2 separate regions of the Mus musculus genome follow, and region 2 is linked to region 1. The links are chromatin contacts, called in public promoter capture Hi-C maps. All regions are on one chromosome and are shown on one strand. Each heading gives the region's core, a stretch centred on a gene start, on an enhancer-like site or on the middle of the called end of the contact. The rest is flanking DNA. Distances are from core to core; before and after follow the strand shown. Region 1 holds the start of Vash2 (vasohibin 2). Region 2 holds the start of Ints7 (integrator complex subunit 7).

What was found. Promoter capture Hi-C pulls out the DNA fragments that hold promoters and counts their contacts.
Region 2: a promoter capture Hi-C map of liver shows a contact between it and region 1, with 2.5 times the contacts expected there. The contact joins the promoter of Ints7 here to the promoter of Vash2 in region 1. A contact is called at or near these places in 4 of 39 promoter capture datasets (the 3T3-L1 cell line, the HPC-7 cell line, hippocampal neurons and 1 more), 1 of 484 Hi-C or Micro-C datasets (embryonic stem cells), 1 of 115 datasets of contacts at active chromatin or transcription factors (microglia) and 1 of 9 other capture datasets (adipose tissue).

Annotation. Positions count from the first base shown.
Region 1 is chr1:190,975,559-190,981,624 of GRCm38.p6, reverse strand. Vash2 (vasohibin 2) reads left to right here and starts at 2,627. Exons shown (of 8, transcript NM_144879.2): 1 at 2,627-2,919; 2 at 3,038-3,444. The coding sequence starts at 3,169.
Region 2 is chr1:191,573,811-191,580,163 of GRCm38.p6, reverse strand. Ints7 (integrator complex subunit 7) reads right to left here and starts at 4,528. Exons shown (of 20, transcript NM_178632.6): 1 at 4,213-4,528. The coding sequence starts at 4,306. Dtl (denticleless E3 ubiquitin protein ligase) reads left to right here and starts at 4,620. Exons shown (of 15, transcript NM_029766.3): 1 at 4,620-4,815. The coding sequence starts at 4,764.

The sequences.
Region 1 (6,066 bases), core at 1,378-3,877:
AATCGCTAGTCCTGTGTGTGCTTCAGACCTTGGCAGCTTTTCCCCTCACTGTCAAAAGACCATGCTAGACACAGTTCAAAGCAGGAAGGTGACCATTATCTCTTTCTGGTGTCTGGGGTTCCTACTTAGGCAAAGCAGGATTCAGGCTCCGACTGACCAAGCTGAGCAGACCTGGCTGGACTTGGTCCATCTGTGGGCAGCCTCGTCACAGTAAGGGTGGCGAGCCTGGTCTTTGCTGTCCTTTGAGCTGTTTTCTCTAAGGGGCGAGCAGGCCAAATCCCAGTCCACAGAAGTGCTGCCCTGAGTTCCTTTTCTGGTCTGGGTACCAGGGACGTGGAAGGGAGAGAGATGGACTTAAGGATGAACTGCAGACAGGAGAGAAGGGCGTTTGGGATGAGCAAACAGGTGGGTTTCCTTTTAATTAGGAACGAGATTCCCTGGGCACACATTGTCTTCTCCCTCCTGATTCTTTCCCAGGTGTGCTTGTTGCCCGAGGACCGTTAAGAATGTTCTGACATAGACTGGCGTTACTGTGCTCAGTGATGACTCCATCCATAGTCTCATGCCCAGGGCTCTGTCCTGGTAGGTTTAGAACCCAGGTTGCCTCCATTGATCCTCTACTGATCCTGGCTCCCACCCTGCCTGCCTCATAGAGGTTTCCATCCCAACTCCCACATAGAGCTGAGCAGCCAGAAACTAGTCCTAGGCAGGGCTCTTCCCCATGGTGTCCAGCTGGGAGATTTGCTTCCCATGGTTGACAGACAGGCTCCTAGATGTTCCAAAGAAAGTTACATGACCTAAGAGCCAAAGGGGCTCTGGTTTTCCTCACAGAGCAGATGAACTGTGTGTCCTGGGATACACAACTCAGCAAGAGACAAACCTAGACTTATTGGACCTCAGGGTCAGCAGTCTGTGGCTTCTTCCACTTTGGCTTGCTCTTTCTCAAAATAAAAGTAAGAGAGAGAGGAAGTGAGAGAGGGAGGGTGGGATGGAGGAAGCAAGAAGGAAGACACTATCACTAAGAAAAAGGTACTTTGGGCTGGTGAGATGGCTCAGTGGTTACTGGCTGGTCACCAAGCCCGAGGTCCTGAGTTTGACCCCTGGAACCTATGTGGTATAATGAGAGAATGGCCACCAGTACTTTGTCCTCTGATCTCGACACACACACACACACACACACACACACACACACACACTCCACACGTACACCTACATACTTACACACGCTCTCCAAATCCGTACACCTGCACACTTACACACGACAAATGCAAAATGTAAAAGGTTTAAAAATATTTATTTCTAATATTTTTAAATTACATGTCTTTGCATATATGTCAGAGTCAGCACAAACATGAGAGCGCAGGTGCCCAGGAGGCCCAACTTGTGTGATCCTCCTGAAGCTGAGAACGGGTGCTGAACCCAAAGTGCTGGTCTTCCTTAAAGACAGTGATCTTAACTCGCTGAACCCAATACTCCAGCCTCACGTATAAACACACACACACACACACACACACACACACACACACCACACCACACACACACCACACACCACACACACACACACACACACACACACACGGGCTGGGGGGGAGGGAGGGGGAGAGAGAGAGGGAAAGAGAGAGAGAGAGATAGAAGGAAGAAGAAGAAGAAGAAGAAGAAGAAGAAGAAGAAGAAGAAGAAGAAGAAGAAGAAGAAGAAGGGAAGGAAGGAAGGAAGGAAGGAAGGAAGAGGAGGAGGAGGAGGAGGAGGAGGAGGAGGAGGAGGAGGAGGAGGAGAAGACGACAAAGAGGAAGACGACGACAAAGAAGAGGAGGAGAAGCTGTGGGAAGGCCACTCCCTTGGCTTCAAGCATCCCTCTACAGTGACTACAGAACAGAAGGGGCTCGAATTGCCTCTCACAGCAGCTTGGGTTGAAGAACCTTGTTATCCACATCTACTAATAGAGGATTCAGGGCTGTACACACTTGTTAATCTGGGGAGAAACTTGTAATGGAGAATTTAAATAAGTATTAAAGTTGGCCTTTCCTAGAGCCACCCAGAGCCCTGTGTAGTCACTGTGCCCAGCTCCTCGACCAACACTGCTCCACCAGGCCCACTACTTCCTTATCTCATCTCCGGAGCTTAGCTGCTGCGCCTCTGCCCGAGGGAAACTGGATCTTAGTCCCTGGACAGTCGCTCCAGCTCCGCGGGGCTCCCAGGATACTGCAGCATCGGATTTCGCGTGGCAGCCCAGCTTCCCTAACTCGTATCCCCTCCCGCCCGGGAACCCTGGAACCAATCGCAGAGACGCAGAGCTCCGGGTTGTAGAGTCCCAAGCTCGGGACCCGCCCCTCTTTGTTGCGGTGTCCAATGGCCGCATTCGGAACATCGGCGGCTGCCCGGGTGACTCAGTTATATGTCACAGAATAACATTCGAGAATGGGACATGGAATGAGGCGACGACCGCCTCAACCCCAACAGCCTTCTGCAGCAATGAGGCCGGCCCGAGGTGGGTCCCCGGGCCCCGCGCGCGTCGTGGCGGCCCGCAGCTGCCACTCGCGGTGCCCGCGCGGGACCCGCGGGAAGGGGGCGGCGCTGCGCTTGCCCGGGAACCCCGGCTGGAGCCGCCCCTCTCGCGCCAGGGTTCGGGGGGCTTCCGGGAAGACGCCAGGCCTCCCTAACAAGCAGAGGCTGCTGCGGCTCCCTCGCGCCAACCCCGGGCGCTCACGTGCCCGCTCGCTGTGGGACCGTGGCAGTCCACCACATCTGGGGACCCAGGGATGCGTGAAGCTGGAGGGGACCCTCGAGTCTTCTTGCTACACAGCTGTCTTGCTTTTTCCTACCCCGTCCCCTCCTCACCCCGCGCTCCTTGCATGCCTCCCCATCCCCGAGTGCAGCTGGGTGTGAGGCTTCGTGGCGTCTTTCCAGCCGCCTTGCTAGGTAATCGGCGGGGCTGGAAGCTCGCGTTAGTCCTGAAGGGTGGGTCTGGGGCAGCGAGGCGGGAACCCCCATGCCTGTCTTATTGAGCTGCAGTGTCTGCTGTTTCCACTGCTTTCAGGCCCGGTCGGTGAGCGGGGTTCCCTTCGTGTGTCCTACGGCCGCGAGAGTTAAAGGCCACCCCAACCTCCCGCGGGGCCCTGATCCCCGGCGTGCCGGCGTCCTCCGCCCCCTTGCCGTGTGCCCCTCATCATGACCGGCTCTGCCGCCGACACTCACCGCTGCCCCCACCCCAAAATCACCAAAGGCACCCGATCCCGGAGCAGCCACGCGCGGCCCGTGAGCCTCGCCACCAGCGGGGGCTCCGAGGAGGAGGACAAAGACGGCGGGGTGCTGTTCCACGTGAACAAGAGCGGGTTCCCGATCGATAGCCACACCTGGGAGCGGATGTGGCTGCACGTTGCCAAGGTCCACCCCAGAGGGGGAGAGATGGTAGGCGCCATCAGAAACGCTGCCTTCCTGGCTAAGGTCAGTGGCTTCGCTGGAAAGGGTGGGATGGGATGGGCGGGTTGGCAGGGATGGGACCTGCTCAGCCCATCCTTGGCAGGGCAGGGAGAAGAGACCTCGTGTCCAGCTACTGAGTCCTGTTCTGCTGCCAAGAGGAGCAGGCAGGGGGCTTGCTGGCTAAGCTCTGAGGTTGGGCTGAGCCAAATCCATTATGTATTCAGCTCCTGTAATATCTTCATCAAAAGCTAATGTCACCAGGTCAACACCAACCACTCCAAGAAAGCATAGAACCCCAGGGTCCACCCTATCTGCCCTCCGTGAGTGTTTTACCTCCCCCCCCACCCCCAGGTCTCCCTAGCAAATGACTTATGGAGTGAATTTGTAATCAATCAGCCAGACTTCTCAGTGTGAATCATTCCTAGAGTTTTTGCTAACCATCTTCATCTTCATCATCACACTCTTCCTATCCTTTTATGACAGTGATTTTTGATTTTTACCTCTGAAGCTTACAGAGAACAGTGACCTGTCCCTTACCAGCTTAATCTGGCGCCAATGAAGCATTTGGCTGTGGCTTAAAGGGACTTTCCAGGACACTGGATGAATTAGTCTCTGGAGTAAAGGGAGACACCAAGTGACCCTCTCTTTTTTACTCGGGAGAGCAGCCAGGGAGCAACTGAGCTCAGTGGCCAAGGATATGGTTACAGAGAGACATGTTCTCTGGTGGGAGTGTCGTGTTATATAAAATGAAAACCTGGAGTGTGGCCATGGAGGTGGCTTCCCTGGACCCCAGGGATCCCGTTTGCTGAGCAGGACTCCTGAGAGGTGCAGGAATCACATATCCCAGAGACATGGCAGCAGTCAGTCCCGGTCCTGGCTGGCGACAGCTGAGCATGCAAGCCTGCAGGCCAGAAGGCTGTGTGTGTCCTTGGGGAAGTGGAGGATGTTCTCTGCTTCCTGCTTCATCGTGTTTTATTACTTTGCTAGGCAGGGAGTTTATTCTGTCCAAAGGATAGGAGCTTACCTGCGCTAGAAGCTTGTCTGTGGGAGTATCAGCAGTAATAATCCTTGCTCTTGAACTCGGGCAGCCCTGGCTCTGACTTCAGCATCTTTCTCTGCTTACCATGAGTCACCAGAGTCTTTAAACATGAGAGAGTTGGGCAGAGGGAGTGGAGACTGAATGCCACTGTTTTGAGCAGGCTTTCTGAATCCTGCACCTCACTCACTGTGCCTTCGTTTTTACCCCAGCTCCATGTGCGGGGAGCCCTTCTCCATGTGACAAGCATTGGATCTTACTATTGAAGATATCTCTCGAGTCCTGAGAGTTAGGCAGGAGTGTGATTGAGACAGTGGGACACTGCCTTTGTTCTCTGTGGCCTCCTCTCCCTTCCCTCTCTCCTCTTTGCTCCTTCCCGTTCCTTCTTTTCCTCTTTCTCCTCTTTTTTCTCCGCCTCTCTCTTCTTCCACTTCTTCGTCTTTCTTTTCCACTTCTTTTTCGTGTCTGTCTGCTCTTGGCTAGGACTGTGGCTGGTTTGCCACAGATGCAGTATTCGAAGTATCCACCAGGTAATTTAGAACATAGGTTTCTACTCCCCAAGACTAACACCTGATGCTTCCAGGATTGTAGCTGAGTACTTCCTTTTTATAAAAGGATATTCTGCGCAGGAATGGTGGTGAAGATCTGAACTCTAAACACTCAGGAGGGAGAGGCAAAAATTATAAATTCAAGGCTACCTTGGGCCCCACAGTGAGTTCAAAGCCAGCCTAGAATGTGTACTGAGACCTTGTTTCAAAAAAAGAAAAAGAACATTCACTTTTCTTATAAGTATCTTTTGTATTTTCATTGTAACCAAGAGCCTCCGGACAGTTGCTGATAAGCCGGGACTCCCTCAGCCCAGTGCAGGCACTTGTCTGCTTTTAAGTTTGTTGCTTTTGTTTTGTTTGTTCATTTTCTGAGACAGGGTCTCACACTGAAGCCTTGATTGTCCTGGAACTGGCTGTGTAGACCCAGCTTACCTCTAACTCATAGATGTCTGCCTGTCTCTTCCTCCTGCCTGGTCTTTTTCATTTATTTTTTTTTAAAATTTGAAGATTTATTTTGTGTATGGGTGCTTTGCTGGCATCTGTGTCTGTACACCATGAATACCACACAGGTCAGAAGTCTGTTGGATCCTCTAGAACAGGAGTTAGAGACAGTTGTGAGTCTCCATGGGCACTGGGAATTGAACCCAGTTCTCTGCAACATCAGCCAGTGCTCTTCACCACTAAGCCATCTCCCCAGCCCCGTTTCCGTTCTTTGACAGGGTCTTGGTTATATCTGAGGCTAGTCTTCATTATATCTGAAGTTAGCCCTCAAATTTATGATCCTCTTGCCTTAGCATTCTGAATTCTGGGCTTATAGCATGTCCCACCACCCCCAGTGATGAGGGGTCTTTTAACTTGAATAATACTGTATGATTTCATTTCCCAGTATTGCTAATATGGTTGTTGTTTGGTTTTGGTTTTTGAGAGGTTCTTGTGTAGCCTAGGTTAGTCAAAAATTCACTCCACTGAGGCTAGACCTCCTGGCTCCACCCTTCCCAGTGGTCACTGACTCTCAATAGCTGTCTTTCCATCTCTAACCCCATCACTGGCACCTCCTGGCCT
Region 2 (6,353 bases), core at 3,279-5,778, 600 kb before region 1:
AAGAAGGCATTGGATCACCTCACACCGAAGACTACGAGCTGCCATGTGGGTGCTGAGAACTGAACCAGGGTCCCCTGAAAGAGCAGCCAGTGTCCTTAACTGCTGAGCCATCTCTACAACCCCATAAACTGTTTTCAAACAATATAAATCTCAGGCACATGTGTTGGAATGTCTCATCTGAAATCAGCAAAAACTACCTAGTTAATTATGTAGTTAATCTCTTAAACATTTTTAGACTAGACTTCTTGGGTTTTGTTTAATTGCTGAGATTCAGTCTTGCTTTTCAACACAGCCTATCCTGGCACTCACTATGCAGACCTGGCTGCTTTGAAACTCACTATGAATGATCTCAAACTGGGAGTGACTACATGTCTGCCTCCCAGGCTCTGTGGTTACAGGATACGTCACCACACCTGGCATTTAAACCTGCTAAACTTCTAAGAACACCTAACACCACACTGCCAAACTAATTAGATGAGAGCAACTACTGTTACTAAGAAACGAGATGCTACAGTGAGCCCTGTCATTTAGGGCCTATGCAGCTGACACTGTGCCGCCACAGGAACTGTGAGCACCCCTGAGCTAGCTCTTCATCTCCTGCTGCTAATCAAAGCATGTGTCTTACTGGCAGGATCTGGTAACTCGGAGCTGCTCTCGAAAGACAAGCTAGGGAACTTTTTGCCTCCACCTTCATGAGAAGGGGCTCCTAAGGGCTACTCCTCAGGTAGACATTCGAGACACTAAGTAACCACAGATGCAACCAATATCCACTAAAGCACCACTAACAAAGCATTACCAGGAAAGGGTGTCTTAGACAATGGCTGCATATTTTCTTTACCTCAGATGAACATGGCTCAAAATTGAATCTCTAACATGTATACATCTCATATATTCATTTTTTAATGGTGCTTGGTTGTAACAGGACTAAAAAAAATTTCCAAGTATCACCACACAGGGTTAGAATACAGCTCAATTGCAAAGCAACAGAACACCGGGAATGAGACCCTTTGTTCAAGCCTCAGCACCACAAAGAAATAGAGTAAGTATAACTACACAATAGAAGGTGTACTGGCTAGTTTTGTGTCAACTTGACACAGCTGGAGTTATCACAGAGAAAGGAGCTTCAGGGGAAGTGCCTCCATGAGATCCAACTGTAAGGCATTTTCTCAATTAGTGATCAAGGGGGAAAGGCCCCTTGTGGGTGGGACCATCTCTGGGCTGGTAGTCTTGGTTCTATAAGAGAGCAGGCTGAGCAAGCCAGGGGAAGCAAGCCAGTAAAGAACATCCCTCCATGGCCTCTGCATGAGCTCCTGCTTCCTGACCTGCTTGAGTTCCAGTCTTGACTTCCTTGGTGATGAACAGCAGTATGGAAGTGTAAGCTAAATAAACCCTTTCCTCCCCAATTTGCTTCTTGGTCATGATGTTTGTGCAGGAATAGAAACCCTGACTAAGACAGAAGGCAACCCACAACCCACAGCTTAATAAACAGTTAATAAAGGTCACTTCACATTTGGAAGGCAGAAATGGCAATTTCTGACATAATTACTAAGTATCCTCCCACAAAACTTCAGAAATCACTGCTAATAAACATGCTGACATATAATGCAGACTGCACATGAGAAAATACTAGTTTAAAACAATAAGAAATGAGACTATTTAATAATTCCCATTGTAAATCATAAGACAACAGCTCACAGTCATACATAAAAGTAAGGCCATGGTTTCAATAAGTGGATTTCTGTTTAGTTTATCTGACCTTGTCCATCAGGGTCACCAACCAAACTGCAGAGTCCATGCTCCCTAATTCAGCTTCAATGTGGTAAACTAGTTGCTGAATCTAGATTCTATATAACCTTAAAGGTTCACTTACCAATGCTGTCAGACTAAATGTAGTCTGGTAATAAATATCCTCAGGAAAAAAAAGTCTGAATCCATAGGGCCATGTTTCTACTACTCTTAAAACCACCAGTAATGACATGGCGTCAGCCGCCTAGTGCACACCCAACCCAGTGGCTAAGGCCATTCATTCTCTCAGAGGGGCTGTGCTGAGTCCTCACTCCCTAACACCAGTTACATTCCTGCACACATGGGCAGTACAACAGTGGTCTTCACAGGGAGAATTAAGATGGTGGAACTGGGTGGATGGTAACAACGCTAGGAAATCCTAGTGTGTGGATTCTGTCCTGACTCTCACCCAGTTCTCAAGAGTTGAATCAGCACTCCACGATCAGGCTTTTCCTACAGCATTAGGTTCACCAGCTTCCACTCATGTGCAGCAAGAAAGGGAATGAGTCACCTTCCCCACTCCCACCCATCCTCTCAAAGCCAGGTGTGCACAGAGCCATCAGGTTGAGTGATGTCACTAAACCTTTCTCTCTGCAGGAAGGGGATCTTGCCTGTTTTCATCTGGACAACTTCCAATCACTGGAGGGGCAAATACTTGGTCTGATGATAATAATCTACATTAGGAAAAGCTACACTTATTAGAGTAATATGTGGGACTCAGCCTTTAGCAATGTGTCACACTACTGTTCCCGGCTGATACAATGTGTCTTGTTGAGCTTAGGGCTTATCTGTAAAACACTCAACAGCCCCCACTTATTTCTTACACATATGTGTTTTAATTTCAACTCTTCTTATTAAAAAGGTTGTACTATTACTTTCATTACAACTGTAACCTTTTCTTTCAAAGAGCTTCACTTTTAATTATGTGTATGTAGGGGGAGGGAGAGATGGGTGTATAACAGACCCTCTAGAGTTACAGGCAGTTGTGAGGTTTGGGGTGTGAGTGCTGAGAACTGAACTCTGGTCCCACAAAACAGCAGTGTGGCCTCTTAAAGGCTAAGTCATCCCTACAGCCGCAGCATCTTTTTTTTTTTTTTAATGTAAACCTTATTTCATTGTTATTGTATGTATGTGTGCACATGTGTGTGACTGTCAGGCTTGCACAGGAAGTGTTTCACACAGTAAACCATCACACTGGCTCACAACACTTAGAAGGTAACTCTGGATGTCCTTCCTTTCCTTGCTCCATATCCTTACCCTGCTCTACAACACTATCTACTCTTAGCCTGGGACAAGATTAGCTACGCTAGAGCCATACACATTTCGGTGGGAAGGGAGTTGGCACTGAATAAAACAGTGTAATGGGCCACATCAGGTCTAGGACTTGGGAGGCTGAGGATCAAAAGTTGAGAGTTATCCTTGGCTTTAGGGAGTACAGGCCAACCTGGATGTCACAGACTTTAGTAAAACGTAAAAAACTCTTACCTGTAACTGGTTTCAAACTTGGACAAGGAACTAAGGTGCATATTTAACATGCCAAAGTCTAATTGACCTCCAGGTTCTCTCAGCATCCCCCAGTCCCTACTTGGCACACCCTGCCCCCCAGACTTGAACTTACAGATCCTTGGTTTCCAGTCCCGTTCTCTACAGGTTACACACTGGCTACAGTTAACCAAGAATTGCCTATAGTGTAAAAACCTTGGCAGGAAACTGAAGCAAAGGTCTCACATTTACACAGGACTTCTTTATGGATAGCTATCTGTCAAAGTCCCTCTTCAGCCTTTAATAAAGGCATCTTTTCGCATACCACTGCCATTTAACATTTACAACAGCTGACATACTGTGCCCACTTTGCTGACATATCGAGGCTAGATGATAATGCCGCATTCCATAATCACTTTAGTAGAACTGGAATTTAACTCCTAACCCTAAAATTTTTTCTCTTAGCTACCTGTATAAGGGGAACTAACTCGTGGAACTTGTGTGCAGAGAATGAGCGCGTTCAGCCAAGCTTTTCGGATGTTCTCATCCACATGGAACCTGCTTTAGAACGCGCAATTGACAGTCTCGCAAGACAAATCGCTGTAAAACGCTCAGAAAATCATTTGGCTCTCTTAATGAAGGCTTCACCTGCACTGAACGTTTTAAAAAATAATCTCAAAATTCAGCACTTTATCTTATTTGCTGCCTGGGAAACCAGAGACTGTGCCCCCAAGTGGTCAAAGGCATCCTCGCAAGCACGAGCCTCTGCTCCAACTGTGCAAGGCTACTCCAGCAACCCTGCATGCGCCTAAGCGCTGGCTCCAAGACTAGCAGCCGTGCTTCCCGCCCCATACATCGGCGCATGCGCCTTTCTAGCCTCTGTAGCTGCCGCCACTAGGTGGCGCCACTCCCCCCAGACGCTTCGCCCGCGTCCCTCCTCCGTACCTTTGTCCAGTTCCATAAGAGCGGAATTAGCGTCCAGCTCCTGTTCGCCATAGCCGGCATCGGCCAGGAACGACTTGGTTGAGTTTGACGCCATGACCCGGACAGTTACCCGACTCGCCCAGTCACAAAGATTGCAAACTCTACCCCAGCACCGCCATCTTCTCCCGCCGCGGTCTCGCGGATTTTTCCCTCCGCGCGCTGTCAGGCAGTGTACGCATGCGCCTCGGTCGCCCCGCGGTTCGCCAGTTCCTCTCTGGGCCCCCCCGCGCAGGCGCTCAGGGAGCCTGTGAACCTTGGGTTCCCGCGGCTGAGCGAGAGGGAGGCGGAGCTTAGGATGGGGGCGAGCCTTCGAGGCGCCAGGACGCTGCGACGAGAGCCAATCAGAAAGCGTGACGTCAGTTTGGCGCGGAGTTTGGCGGCCGGGGCTCTTAGTGGCGGGAGTTGGAGGCGAAACCGCGCCGCGTTGTGGAGGGTGCAGACGGCGGCTCCTGTGGAACTTGGGGGCGATCTTCTCGGCGTTCCCCTCAGCTGAGCCTTCTCCTCAGGCCCAGATGCTCTTCAACTCGGTACTCCGCCAGCCGCAGCTCGGCGTCCTGAGGAACGGTGAGTAACGGCCCCAACGGCCGCTGGCCGTGGCGGGAACCACCTCCCCCCAGGCGCTCCACCTTGGATCGCTGCCGACTGTGGGCCTCCAGGTCTCCCGCGGCCGGAGCGAATCCGGGCGAGCGAGGACCGCCGAAGAACATCGTGCTTGGGTTCCTTCCGGACGCTTTTCACCGTAATCGAGCTTTTTAGTTCGGAACGGAGGCCGAAGTTAGGACGCTCAGTGGCGTCCCGGGCCCCTGGCTGCTTACGTCAATATCGCGCGTTAACTAGAGAGTGCACGCTTGTGAGAGTCGGGGGTGGGAGACGCTTTGGCACCAGCGATGTGCCTGCCGTCTCTGCAGAACCTTAGCGATCCCTGCAAGTTCGTTGTGCACCAGCGCGCATGGCCCGCAGTTAAGGAACTCAATCTTAAGGCGCCAAAGTCCCCTCCCCCATCTCTGCAGGCTCTGAAAAGTCCTAAAATACAGACTAAAAGATGCCCATAGCCACACCCACGAGGTGACCACGGGTAATGGATGGAAGGGTATTGTTCCAAATGTGTCTTGATGCCGAGGTACTTCCAGAAATGGGATTAAACTCGTTTTTCTCTTCACGGTGGAATTCAGCCATGTTCTCCTGTTAGCATATAGAAAGCCAGCTCATCTCCTACAGTACTCTTAAAAACATTGGCAATCTGAGATGCGATTAGGCTGATGTGTTGTTAAACTAAGACCTTGAAGAGTGGTCCTAAGAATGTTGAGAAGAGGAAAAGCTCCTTGAGGTCCTGCCCGGATCTAAAACTTTGTAGTCGTATTCCCTCTGTGGATACTCTTGTAGTTACATTCTGCCTCTTTCTCTGCTCGAACTTTACAAAAGTTACTTCGCCCTGTGTTAGGAATGGCCGCCCTGCACAATGGTTGTGAGCGGTCTTCGGAGCGTCTGAGTTTCAACTCCACCTCTTTTCCTATGTGCTACATTTTCTGTCTACCCACTTTTCAGTCTGTCGTTCCGGCTTACAGATAGCCAGACAGACGTTCAGTGATAGGCACTGGCATTCATTGATTGTTACCTCCTGAAGTCTGCATCTCTTTTCCCCTCCGGTGTTGCTGGGCCTTAAATGATTATAGCCGTAAGTAAGGATTCTACTGCTGCTACACTCTTCCATTCCCTATGTTTTGGGTTAATTTCTGTAAAAGCTGTATGTATTGAACTTAATCTAGACAGTTAGGCATACAAGCATCTTATATTCTAATGCCCCAAACTGAGTTGGCTTCTTCCCAATTTTTGGGAGTGACATTATTTTAAACTGGTGTCCCCAGCTAAAACTTAGACTCCATATTCCTCATTATGACATTTTCAAAAGAAAAAAAAGAAATCCCTTAAGTCTGCTTGAATCTCTTTTTCCATCCCCACAGATTCAGCCTCTTTACCTCAAACTGAGTCTTCCATTTTCTCTATTCCATCCCCACCATTGGGCCTGATACTTTACTCCCTGATCATAACAAGCCTCTAAATGTGCCTTTAGTTTCCTTTCTCTACCGATATTTGTAAGATGG